Linked DNA regions of Gossypium arboreum: region 1 is linked to region 2. A link is a contact called in public Hi-C data. All regions are on one chromosome and are shown on one strand. Each heading gives the region's core, a stretch centred on a gene start, on an enhancer-like site or on the middle of the called end of the contact. The rest is flanking DNA. Distances are from core to core; before and after follow the strand shown. Region 1 has its middle 4.8 kb from the start of LOC128285281. Region 2 holds the start of LOC108477784 (basic leucine zipper 4-like).

Region 1 (6,152 bases), core at 3,611-6,110, 300 kb before region 2:
CTCATTATTTACCTCGAGGAGTTCTATCTGAAGTTCACGATTTTGCAGCGCTGTTTTAAGTTCTCCTATATTCTCTTTTAATTATTCGATTCTGTTCTGACTAGCTTTCAACTCGATTGCAGAGTTACGCGAGCGATACTGATACAATGACCTCTCTAACTCTGATACCTGGATCTTTAACCCTTCTTTCTCATTCTAGCTTTCTACCAAGCTTTTTTTCAGTGCACATTCTCGAGCTTGAGCATCGCGAAATTTATCTTCCTACTGGTTGGCTTTGCTTTGTTCTTCTTTAACTTCATGTCGCCATTGTTCGAATGTTTTTCCTAACCCAGCGGTTCTCATTGATCTGCGTAGCTTCTTATAGTCCATTTTCAAACTGTCTAAGTCCTCTTCAGCCTTGTTTTTCCCTTTTCTGAGTTTTTCAGCTTCTAGTTTCTAGACATCGACATCTAACCCTAACTGCATCTTTTCTTTTTCCAACTGCCCGATCCTTTTTTCTAGCTCCAGACTCTTTCTCTCGAAATTTTGCCTGATGATTTCTAGCTCAGATGGGATTACTTTCAAGTGTTCTTCTATCGACTAAGGATTCCCTTGATCTGATATAGGGATGTTGTTGTTAATCCTCTGATTCCACCATCGGTCGTACTCAGGAGTAGTCATGGGATTGGCAGCAAACTTCTTCATTCTACGAGTCTGGTTCTAGGCATTTGATATCTCACGAACTTTCTTTTTGTAATTATTCCCTGTGAACACGAACTCGCACTGGGCTAACCCGTATGTTGGTGGTGTAAACTGTCTGGATCTGTATTGTCGCAATGCAAGAAGAGGAGCATACCCGATGGCTCCCCATACTCCTAACAAGGGAACCCAATCGAAGTCTCTGTATCGGTATAATATTTCATCAGGAACCATCCACGGGGCTCTCCATTCAACATCTTCTTCTAGCAGATTTTGGAGAACCGTGATCTAATTTTCTTCTGTCACATCTTCTCTCCTCGGTGTAGCCACTAACTCTTTCAGCGGAGAGTAATTTTCAGAGAAGATACGATCTGAGACCTTTTCCACTTTCCAAAAATGGTCAGGAACTAGGATAGCAAGAGTCGTGCACATCCAATAAATCTCCTTCACCACTCTTCTACAAGTATTTAATGATCTGAAAGTTTCAGCCAAGATTGCGGGTGCAGTGTGGTTCCTTTACCAAGCTCATCAAAAGGCCAACAACGACCTCGTCTATATGCCCCAAAGCTTTGGGAAGATGACCATCCATAAATGCTCAAGGCGAAGACATCTACCCTTTTCTTCACGTCGGGGTGCGCTAAGACTAGATCCCTCAGGTTCCTCCAAGGAATGCATTTACAATCTCCTTTTTGTTTGATCAGGGTTGTCACCCACTGTTCGCTCATCCCTGTGATGTTCATCAGCTTTTTTGAAAATGCTGGAACGTTAGCAGGTCTGGCATAAATTCTGTCAACCTGAATCTTTGGGCAATGGAGCAAGGTCGTGTATTCTTCTATAGTAGGTACCAAATCTACTTTCCCAAAAGTGAAGCAACTGTAAGCAGAAGTCCAATATTGGGCAAGGGCTCGAAATAGGTGTTCATCTACCTTGACATCGAGCAGATAAGGTAAATCACCGTAATGACAATAGAATAACTGTTTGACCTCATCATCCCACTGACCCCAAATTTCTTTCATCTCTTAGAGATTATTCTGAGTTACGCTGATCCGAGTAAAATTCCATAACTCTGACACGTGCCCCTCGATAAGGCTGTCACCTTTCTCTTGTTGTGTTGTCTCAGCCCATATCCGGACAGTCGCGTTGTCTTCTACTTTATCAAAAAACCCCTTTTCCATGATAAGCTATTTATTTAGGAACCGAATGCGAATCAACACCTTTTATAATGAAAATGCCATGCAAATACAATCAAAGTAAAACAAAGCAAGTCAGTAATTTATACACAGTTCAAAGCAAACAAAGAATAATAAATATAGCACTTGCTCAGGTGACCACTAGGGTTTCAGAGTGGCTCTACCTAGGGTGGGCTCCTAAGTCTCTTTATATGTGGTTTGGTTCTAGAGTAAGGGTACCTGAACTAGCAGATTCCTTGATCCTCACCCATTATAGGTTCTTATGGACCGAGTTCAGTTCAGGGGAATACATTTCCCTATGGCTGCACGGAAATGAAAATCTCACGAAGACATAGGTACGGATGTATCCCGAAAGTGATCCGCTATCCTGCACGGAGGTGAAAACCTCACGAAGGAATAGTTTCTCACTCCCACTTAAAGGGTGTGACAACAACGGTCATGCAATGCAATGTGCGAGGATATATGCATAAAAACTTGAAGCGATTAAAGAAAATGGGAATAAAATGATGAAAACCGTACGGAAAACGGGTGAAATACAATGAAGGGATCATATATCAAAACCAAATTCTCAATTTTCGACAAAAAGACAAAAGTTAATCAACTTGTGGCTTGACTCTCTTATTTGGTGTCCCTAGTGGAGTCGCCAAGCTGCCGTAACCATTTTTTAAAAAAAAACGGGAATCGACTTTGATTTTTGGAAATGAAAACGAATAGAGTAGTCGCCACCAATCTTTTTTGATGAGGTGTGATCGGATCACCTTAAATTAATCATTTTAATAAAAGTTAAGATTTATTAAAACGATAATTTTTGGTCTATGAAAATCAGAAAATGAGTTCGAGAGTCGGTTACGCACGAGGAAGGATTAGCACCCTCGATACGCCCAAAATTGGTACCTAGTTGATTAATTAGTGTCTTAGTGTCGAAAATTTGAAAACTTGAAAGAATTTAAAATACGATCCCTCTTTGTAAAGAAAATGCTCAAATGTTAAAGACCTTCTCGTCTCACAATATAAAATGTCACATCCAGTAAGTTAGGACACGATATCTTGAATTTTCAAGAGCGAGCTTGCCTTTTATATAAAAATTCGTGTATTTCAAAAGGTTATTCAGTTAGTTAAGGTGAATGAGGAAAATCGAAACCCAGTAAGTTAGGGCACGTTTCCTCGAATTTCCGAACACCGAATATTACCTTTCTTGCAAAAATCTTATTTCGAGGTAACAAAATGCCATACCAGGTAAGTTAGGGCACAACACCTTATATCTCCGAGAATAAGCATTTTTCAAAACTCATGTCGCGATTTAAACGAGTATTCCGTTATTTAGGTTAAAGGAGAAAAATCGAAACCCAGTAAGTTAGGGCACGATTGTCTCGAATTACCAAATACGGAATATTACTTTTATGAAAGAATTATTATTGGGTTGGATATAATGATAATAATAATAATATTAAAGTAAAGTAAATAATAATACTATATATAAAAATATATATATGTATATAATAGAAATACCCACTACTATATAATAATAATAATATAATAATAAATATAGAAATAAAAAGCAAATATAATAAAAATATTAAATTAAAGTAATAAAAACAATACTATATATAAATATATATATACATAAAATATACACTAATATATAATAATAATAATAGTAATAGCAAAAATAATGAAAATATGAGTAATATTAATAATATATTAGAATACAAAAGTAAAGTAATAACAATAGGGTGAAAATAATAATAATAATAATAATACAAACAATGATATATATATATAATAATAGTAGTCGAAATAAAAATAATAGAAGTAACAATAATAATAGTAATAATATAAATAAATATGGAGAGTGTATATATAATATAATAATAATATAAATAATAATATATACATGAGAAATAATAATAATATAAATAATAGTAAAAATAAAAAATAAAAAATAAAACAAAGCTCTCAACTCTCTCCTCTCTCCCCATTCCTACCATGGTCCTATTAAGACTCAAAGGCCGGACAAGACTTGTCACTGCCTTTACTTGTCATCACGCCACCGTCTTGTGATGGTAAAATTTAAAAATGTATTATTTTTGTTTTCTTTTTATTTTATATCTAAATATATGTATACTATTTTTGAAAGAAAAGAAAAAAAGAAAAATGTTTATATGTACAAAAAAGTGAAAATAAAAGGAAAAAGAAATAAAACCTTAACGCGTTTGAATTTTTTCTTCTTCAATACTCGCTTTTTTATTTGATTTTTGCTTGCAAACCTTTTGCTTTTACATTCTTCTCTTTTTTTTTGTATCCAAAAAACCTTTCAAAAATATAATTCTTTCCTCCTCTCCTTTTTTTACAATGGACTTTTGGTTTTGCTTTTATAGCCATCTTACATACATTTCTTATCATTCTATGTCTCTTCTCTATTTGATGGCGTAGGTGCAAGTGGGAGGCAAGGTGGTGGAGTAGGTGCAAGTGGGAGGCAAGGTGGTAGAGTAGGTACAAGTGGGAAGCAAAGTGGCTAGGGTTGTCTTTTTTTTTTTTTAAATAAGTTTAGGTTGTATTGGGCTAGGGTTTTTATTATTTGGGCTTAGTTTTGGGTCTGATTTTGTAATTGGGTTTGTGAATTGGGTAGGATTTAAGTTTGATTTTAATTTGTTGGGCCGGGCAAATTTGGGCCTCTACAAGCACGATAGTCACTGACTGTGGTAGTTTGCTGTAGTTTGGGAAGTTGGCCTTCCGGGGATTCTAAATCACGAGGTTGGAACCTTTTAATGAGGGTGGAAGTGAAATGAGACCAACCAGTAAGTTGTTTGTTACGATACATCCAATCATACCATTCAGCAGCTGCATCATCCAGATAGAAAGAAGCGATAGTCAGTTGGTCATTTTCATGGATGTTGTAAAAGGAAAAATAGCGTTTGGCTTGCAAGACCCATCTATCAGGGTTCTCTCCGGAGAAGTGAGAAAATTGAATTGAAGAGGGTTTATGAGTGCCCAAGGGAGTCGAAATCTGAGTTGACGAAAGGCCGGAAGTAGATTTAGAGGTAGAAGTCGGTAGAGAGGTAGGAAGACGGTTTAAAATTTCCTGAAGCATTTGTTGGTGAGATGCAAAGGAAGAAGTCAAGGAGTCGAGTTCTTTGCGGATGGTGGATTGGGATTCTTGAACCAATTTTACTGCCTCATCGAGGACCTTCAGGCGGGTACCATCAGCCATCTAAGCGGATGGTCAATGAAAGCACCAAATGGAGTGGATTAATTTCCTGCAATCACAAGTAGTATAACACTAGAAGGAAGAAACGAGCTAAGAGAATGGTTTATTTCAATTGCAGCAGATTGTTGCTAAAGTAAACATAAAATAACCAATATCTAAGAAGAAGAAGGAGATGAGAAAAACAGAATTTTTCAGTGTTTACAATAGAATTGCCTACATCTTTCATCATTCCTTTGTCCTTTTGTACTCTAAGTCGTTACTCCTCTGCTGACAAGGCTCCTATAACAAAATCATTGAATCTCTGAGGTGTCTTGCGGTTGCGGTTGGGTCTCGTGTTTGCTGTTGGCCCATTGATCTGATCCTCTTTATGTTGATGGTGGTGCTTTGTGGCCCATTCACAGCAGAATCTCTTGGTAATTTTATGCTAGCAATTTGGATTTAATGAATTTCTTAATTCTATGGTCAGAATTTGATTTATCTTTACACTGGGCGGTTTGAGTTGATTTTTTTAAATGTCGTCTATAACATATTATATTGTACTAACCATCCATGGTCTCAGGATCAGAGTGAGCTTTTAAATTAATTCTGCTTCTTTTCTTCTCTTTTTCTCCTATTTATTTACTTGAAAATTTTGGTTAATTTTTTTGATATGGTGGTGTTAACTGTTTAGTACCATTGGACTCTATTTTTTTGTGTAGCTTATACCTTATTACCTAATCATGTTGGCTGGGCTCACCTTTAAAAATTTATACATGTTATATTTTCCTAGACTTTTCATGCTGAACTTGACTGTCAAATATGTTGCAATTGTTGGTTAGGTTTAGTGCTTCTAAGGTGCAAAAATATGCTTTTAGATGATATTCAGTATAGTGAAAACGCATTGTATCGTATGTTACTGATAAATTCCGACAAAAATAATTGCTCGATAACAGGCTTTCAAAATATTTTTTAATTTGGGAGTTTTGCTTCTTTTATCTATCAGTTGGGTATTATTCAATTATTTTCTTGTAAACAAAAAAGAAAAGAAAACCTTTACCAACTGTTTCTTGACATAGATCATCTACTTTTCTTTTTGC
Region 2 (6,375 bases), core at 2,377-4,876:
GATGCTGCCAATGAATATTTAAAAGGCAATTGTCTTCTTAAAGTAGGAATAGATTGGAGAAAATAATGATGAATATTGTAGTATTTCAAAAGTAATCATAAATTTCAAATACTAATTAACTATTTTATTATTAATTTTAAATAAGATTTCCCGCCATTTTTCTACATTTATATTTCCTCTAAAGTTGTTTTAAATCCCATAAAAAATCTCAGTCACGGAGCTATAATTGAACAAGTGAAGCAACCGTAGCAAAAATATCATATACAACAAATATTATTTGAAATTCAGACTTACTTGGCCTTAAATGTGATTGGATGGAAGTGAATTTTTTAGAATTTTAAAAATTATTTTTTTAATCTAATGCGTATTTAATTTTTCTTAAAAGTTTATTTAATTTTTTTAAAAATTTTTACAAATATTGAATGTAACACCTTGAACCCGGCCTAAACATCATAGTTAAATCTAGAGAGTTACACTAAACCATTTTTGAGACGTTCAACTTATATAATTAAAATTCAAGCAATCCAAAATCATTTAAACATTTGTAAACAAACCATAAGGATCCCATCTTTTAAAAACAACATTCCAAAAGTTTGCAATAGTATAAATCCAGTTAAAATAGTAGAACGACTAAACGAAAAGGCTGAGCTCTTGATACGCCAACTTGCCTAAGTCTAAGGGTTACTTGAAATCCAAACAAACAAATAAAAAGAGCTTGCAAGCTCTGTGTGTAACATGTTTAAACAATTTAACAAAAATGATCTTAGACATGCTTTTGGATCTTTATTCAGACAGATTTTAGAATCAAAACCAAAATCAGAAACAACGTATATTAGATACAAATGTAGAGCATATCAGAAATAGATTCAAATCTTACCCCCATCCACTACACACTATCTCCAAGCATCGCTACACACTATATAGGGTATCAAGTACTCATCCATCCCTACATACCGCATAGTGACTATATGTCACATTTCAGATTATTTGCAGGCTAGCTTCCAAATTAGAGTGCGATAAATTGCTAGAATCATATATGTATGTGGCTTAGTCAACAGAGTCGACAAATTATTAAACTGCCCACACTTCCTTCTTTAATGCAAATCCCATCCCAATGCATATGCAGAACTAACAGATAACAGAGATAGGTATATAGTGATACAAATTCAGAACATACTTAAATAATTCATATCATACTTACTTAGCAGATATCATATAAGACATATATACAAAAACAAATTATACGCCAATAGATCATCAGATAGCAAGTTTTACAGCTTAATCCAGATCATACAGACCCTACAGAAGGCCTACGTTCGATTAGAATGATGTTTACGGTTCTAAGAAGAATTTCAAAATTTTGGCCCACAAACCCATGTGGATTTACATGGCCTACTTGGCTGGCCCTTGTGGCCCACACGGCCTGACACACGACCGTGTGGCTCATATCAGTGCCTCACACAGTTTGTCACACTGTCATGTGACTCAAGTCAAAGAGTTACACGGTCTAGCACCCGGCCTAACACACGCTCGTGTGACTCAAGTCAGAAAGTTGCATGCTCTGATACATGACTTGGCACACAGCCGTGTGGAGTCTGCAATCCCAATTATGGCTTTCTCTATTCGCTGATTTCTTGGGTTTTCATTAAACACTTGATACGAATTCGATGTAGAAGCAAAAATGCTGATTCTAGAACCTAAAAACGACATTCAAGTGACCAATCAGACCATTTATTCACAATCAAATCACTAGAATTAACATCTAAAACCGTAGTTACATTTAAGAACTTCGACAAAAAATCCTCAAAATGAAAACTAACGTTTACCGATAAACAAGCAGCAATTACACAAAGCTTAATTTGTTGGAGAAACATTAGACGTCGCTCACTCCTCTCCTGATTCGAACAAACCAATTAAACCAACAACCAACGAAGAATCAATCTTTACAAAGATCTCAAGAAACAAACTGAAAAATTCACTAAACTAATAATCTATAAATAGAATTACACACTTACCCGAATGAATTAGAACACCTAACAGTATATCGAGCGAAGAATTCCCACACTAATGTCAAGAATTGAAGCAAAAGTAAAAGAAAAGAAACTAAAAAGAAAACACAAGGAAAACAAAAGGGAACAAAAAATCGACAAATTTTGGGAAAAATAAAAATAAAAAAGTGGAGAAAAAATAAATTGATTAAGTGATTTAAAAAACAAAACTTATTTATTTAAAAAAAAAATGCCAAACATTTCCTTATTGCTTCCATAGAGACTTGAACGCAAAACTAAAGAATTAGTTAAAGCTTTACCACTGAACCAGTAAGCCCATTGTTAATATAAATTTACATAGAATTAAACTTAAGTTGAGAGTTCAAAGACAAAGGTTGAGTAAAAAAGATAACAAAAATTTCCAATAGTGGGACTTAAATCCCTAATCTCAAACGCACAATCAATGCTCCAAACCACTGAAGTAAATACATATCTTATGACTAAATTTAACAAACAAAAGTTTAAAATTTTGAGGCGTTACAATGAAGGTTAAAGTTATTGGATTTTTTAGAATTTGAACATAATTTTGTAAACATTAAGGGTTAAATTTTTTGAATTTTTTTAATATTTAAGATCAAATTAATAGAATGCCTAAACATTAGAGGGTTGAATTTGTTATTAGACTAATAAAAAAAGGGCTTTCCGTCACTCATCTAACGGCAACTAATGGGGGAATGATTAAATTATTTAATTTCTAAAAGTTTAGTGATTAAATAAAAAAACAATAGCTAGGTGACTAAAATAGAACTAAAGACATAGTTAGGTGACTATTTTATAATTTACCCTTAATTGTTGTATATAATCTGATTTATATACTAAATACATATGTTTATGTTTAAACTTTTAAGAGTGAGGTTGGGCGAAGAATTTTAAATTTTAGAGATTTTTAAAATGTTAGTATTTTAGAATTCATAAAATCAAAATGGTAATAATTGTAATTGATTAGTTTGGATAAATAGTTCTTCTATGAAAACTTGAAATAATGAAATTTTACAAACTAAAAATATAATTATAAAAGAAAATTAATAATATAGAAAATATTCAATATGAATATCATTAGATTTGTAAAATTATAAATATTTTAACCAAATAATTTAAAAAAAAACTAAAATTATGTAAAATAAATCGGATATCAAATTCCTCAAAAAAAAATTAATTACTATATTATTATTACCGAAACAACACTCTAAATCCTTGGTTGAAACACACACCTTATGGCATAACATTGTACTGAACTTTGTTGAAAATTTTGGAAAATGATCCATGACTATGAGGAAGTAGGAATTTATGTGATGTTCCTTACATTCAGGAACTTCCTAAGAAGCAGGAACTTAAATTTCTTTCACATTCCTGTTCATTAGTTGAATTAAATTAATTATGGGGTAATGATGCCGCCCCAGAAAAGTTTGATTAAATTATAATAAAAATTTAAAAGTAGGCCTCATAGATGGACATGATCGAATGCTTTTGATCTGATGGAGACTTGAACCATCTATCTACTCCCACCCATCACCTAAATAAATGGCTTTTTAATTAACTCTACTTTATTGATAATATTACCAAACTACCCTTAAGCTGCCCATAAATACAGGCCTCCTACGCTGCATTTCTTCCCTTTTCTCCTCCTCTTCTTTCCCCATGTATGTTTGTTATTCTTAAAGGAAGCCATGTTGTCCACTGTTCCGGCCATTATTTCCTCCAATCCCATGATGGAAAGTGATCCATTTCCCTCTCTCCAAAGCGCTTGGGATTGCTCCCAACTTTTTTCCACTACCCAATCAGTAGGACCCGCTCGGTCCGGTTCCGCTTCGACTGAACTGAACCAAACCCAAACCCAAACCCAAACTCACTCCAATTCCGGTTTGGACGAATCAAACAAAACGCTTTCCATCATCGATGAACGAAAGAGAAGACGCATGATATCGAACCGGGAATCGGCCAGGAGGTCACGGATGCGTAAACAGAAGCATTTAGAAAACCTAAGGAACCAGGCGAACCGGCTTAGAATCGAGAACCGAGAACTGACTTACCGTTTGAGGTTCCTTTTGTACCACTGTCATCGTGTAAGGACTGACAACGACCGCCTCCGATCCGAGTCCACTCTGCTCCGACAAAAATTGTCGGACATGCATCAAAATTTGCTATTCAAGCAGCTGCAGCAGTTTTCATCTGCATGGCCATGCAATAATGTGACTGTCATGTCCGAACAAATTCCACCACCATTAATCATCTAAACGCATACATATATTAAACTTCACAATAAAACTACATTAAATTTCTCTCCAAAAGCGAGAAACTAGCTATCTCTTTCTGTAAATTAAAATGGTGTTAGAGAAAGAAAATGGATGGGTTTTTTTTCTGTCTTCCTTTTTTGCTAAAGAGATACGAAACCACAGAGTATTATAGTGTAGAAATAAGTTGAGTCAGTGTTTGGTTTTTGTCAACGTTATTTTTGTTTTCTTCTTTTTTATTGTTAGCTTTGAAAAATCCCTCCCACTATGCAATATAGCAAATCATTGAAACTTACTTTTTTATTATTTTGTATATCTCATCCTAATGTCTCAAAGTTATCATTTAATTTTGGGTTTCATTTCATCACTCCATTGGGTTTCTAAGATACCCTTGCTCTAATATTATATATGATAAAATATATTGGTGTTGGTAAACTATTTAAATTTGATTCGATAATTATTAAATTAAATTCGAACTTAATAATACTTGATTTGAACAGTTCACAAGTTATATTGAGCTTTTTATTTTTTTTATTTTGTTAAATTATGTAATTATTAAGTTGAGTTCAAATTTGAATACAAAAATTGATAAATAAATTTAATCGATCTCGAACTTAAAAATATATCTTTGATCAAATTCGAGTTAAATATTAAACTTTAAATTTTAAATCAAGTTGGAACTTAATAATATTTAGGCTCGGCTGAATTTGATTATGCTCCTAACAAAAACAAAAAGAAGTTATTGAAGGGTAAGGTTGTCCTTCCCTTTGGCATAAAGTGAAATAGAATATGCTAAAATTAACAGTGAAGGAAAGGTTTTAACGGCTAATGATGAATCCCCTTGCGGCCCCAAAAAATTCAACTATATTTCAGAAATAAATTTAGATTATAATAAAATGTAAAGAAGATGTGATAGAGAAATGAAGGATGTATGGACTACCACTAGAATTTAGATCACCTATTTTTAATTAAGTTTAGTTTTATGATGAGCGTGGAGATCTTCCCACTAAACCCCAATCCAATCACTTTATCATCCTTCCTTCAATAAAAGAAGAGAATATAAATATCTTCCCACTTGAGCCACAAAAGATCTTGCACCTTCTGTGTTCATCCACAATTCTTGATTGCGTTTGCCACAAATCCAACATACTACTGGGTGCACCCCACTTATTTACTTCTTCTGATTGCTTCATTTTTAGTTGTAAAAATTATAGTTAAAAGATAAAATATTTGAAACTAAATCTATATCAATAACAAATGAAATATAATTTTTAAGTAATTAATATAATTTGGTTGTAAAATTAATGATACATAAAATATTTTAAAATATAAATAAAACAATAAATAATATTTAAATTAATATAAAGATTCATAAAATATAAATTAATTTAATTATTATTTACTTTTAAATAATCAATATAAATAATGATATTTTAATAATTTCACTTTAAAATAAAATTTAAAAAAAAACTAAATTACCTAAATATCAACTTTTACATTTGAATTGAAAGTTACTTTTTGGAAAAAAAAATTTTATTGAGAAGTTAAATATTCTCTGTTACTTCTATTATGGAAAAACACTTTTGATTTTGCAAAAGCAATGGAAAACAACTTTGTATCAAGGTTATTTGAATTGCACCAGGTTTTTAATTTTTAAATATTTTTTTTAAAATTTTTAATAATTTATTTAATCGAATCAAATGATTCGATTGAATAGATTAAACTAATTATTTGACTAATTCAACCATCAATCTAATTTCTCCCCCAAATCACATAAGTTTATAAAGAAAGCTCATGAAATTTCTAAGGTGATAATATGGTTTTTTTTTTTAATAAAAGTACTCTAAATTTTTTTGATTAATTACGAAAATGGGCTAACTTAAAAATCATGTATGAAAATGACATGATTTCTACAATATTTGTCGATACCATCAGACACATCAACGGCACCGACCCCCACATCAGCCAATGATTGCATTTTTTCAACAAAAAAAAAAAAAATAGTGATGTTGCCGGAAAAATTGGCAGCATAGAACTGAAGTGTGATTATATAAGATGTTTAGGAACTTGATGAAGCAATTACCATTTTTAGATTG

What was found. A called contact is a pair of places that touch in the nucleus more often than the background predicts.
Region 1: a contact with region 2 is called in a Hi-C map of leaf, with 2.9 times the contacts expected there. The contact joins the enhancer-like site here to the promoter of LOC108477784 in region 2. A contact is called at or near these places in 2 of 5 Hi-C or Micro-C datasets (both in leaf).

Annotation. Positions count from the first base shown.
Region 1 is chr12:46,169,174-46,175,325 of ASM2569848v2, reverse strand. No RefSeq gene overlaps it. Among protein-coding and RNA genes, the nearest start is that of LOC128285281, 4.8 kb to the right of the region's middle. Within about 2 kb of position 4,860, at least 2 of the 2 cell types and tissues checked have an H3K27ac peak or open chromatin away from gene starts, as enhancers often do. A contact at or near this core is called in leaf, where this site is marked.
Region 2 is chr12:45,865,166-45,871,540 of ASM2569848v2, reverse strand. It overlaps LOC108477784 (basic leucine zipper 4-like), which reads left to right and starts at 3,626. Exons shown (of 1, transcript XM_017780278.2): 1 at 3,626-4,570. The coding sequence starts at 3,716. The coding sequence ends at 4,282.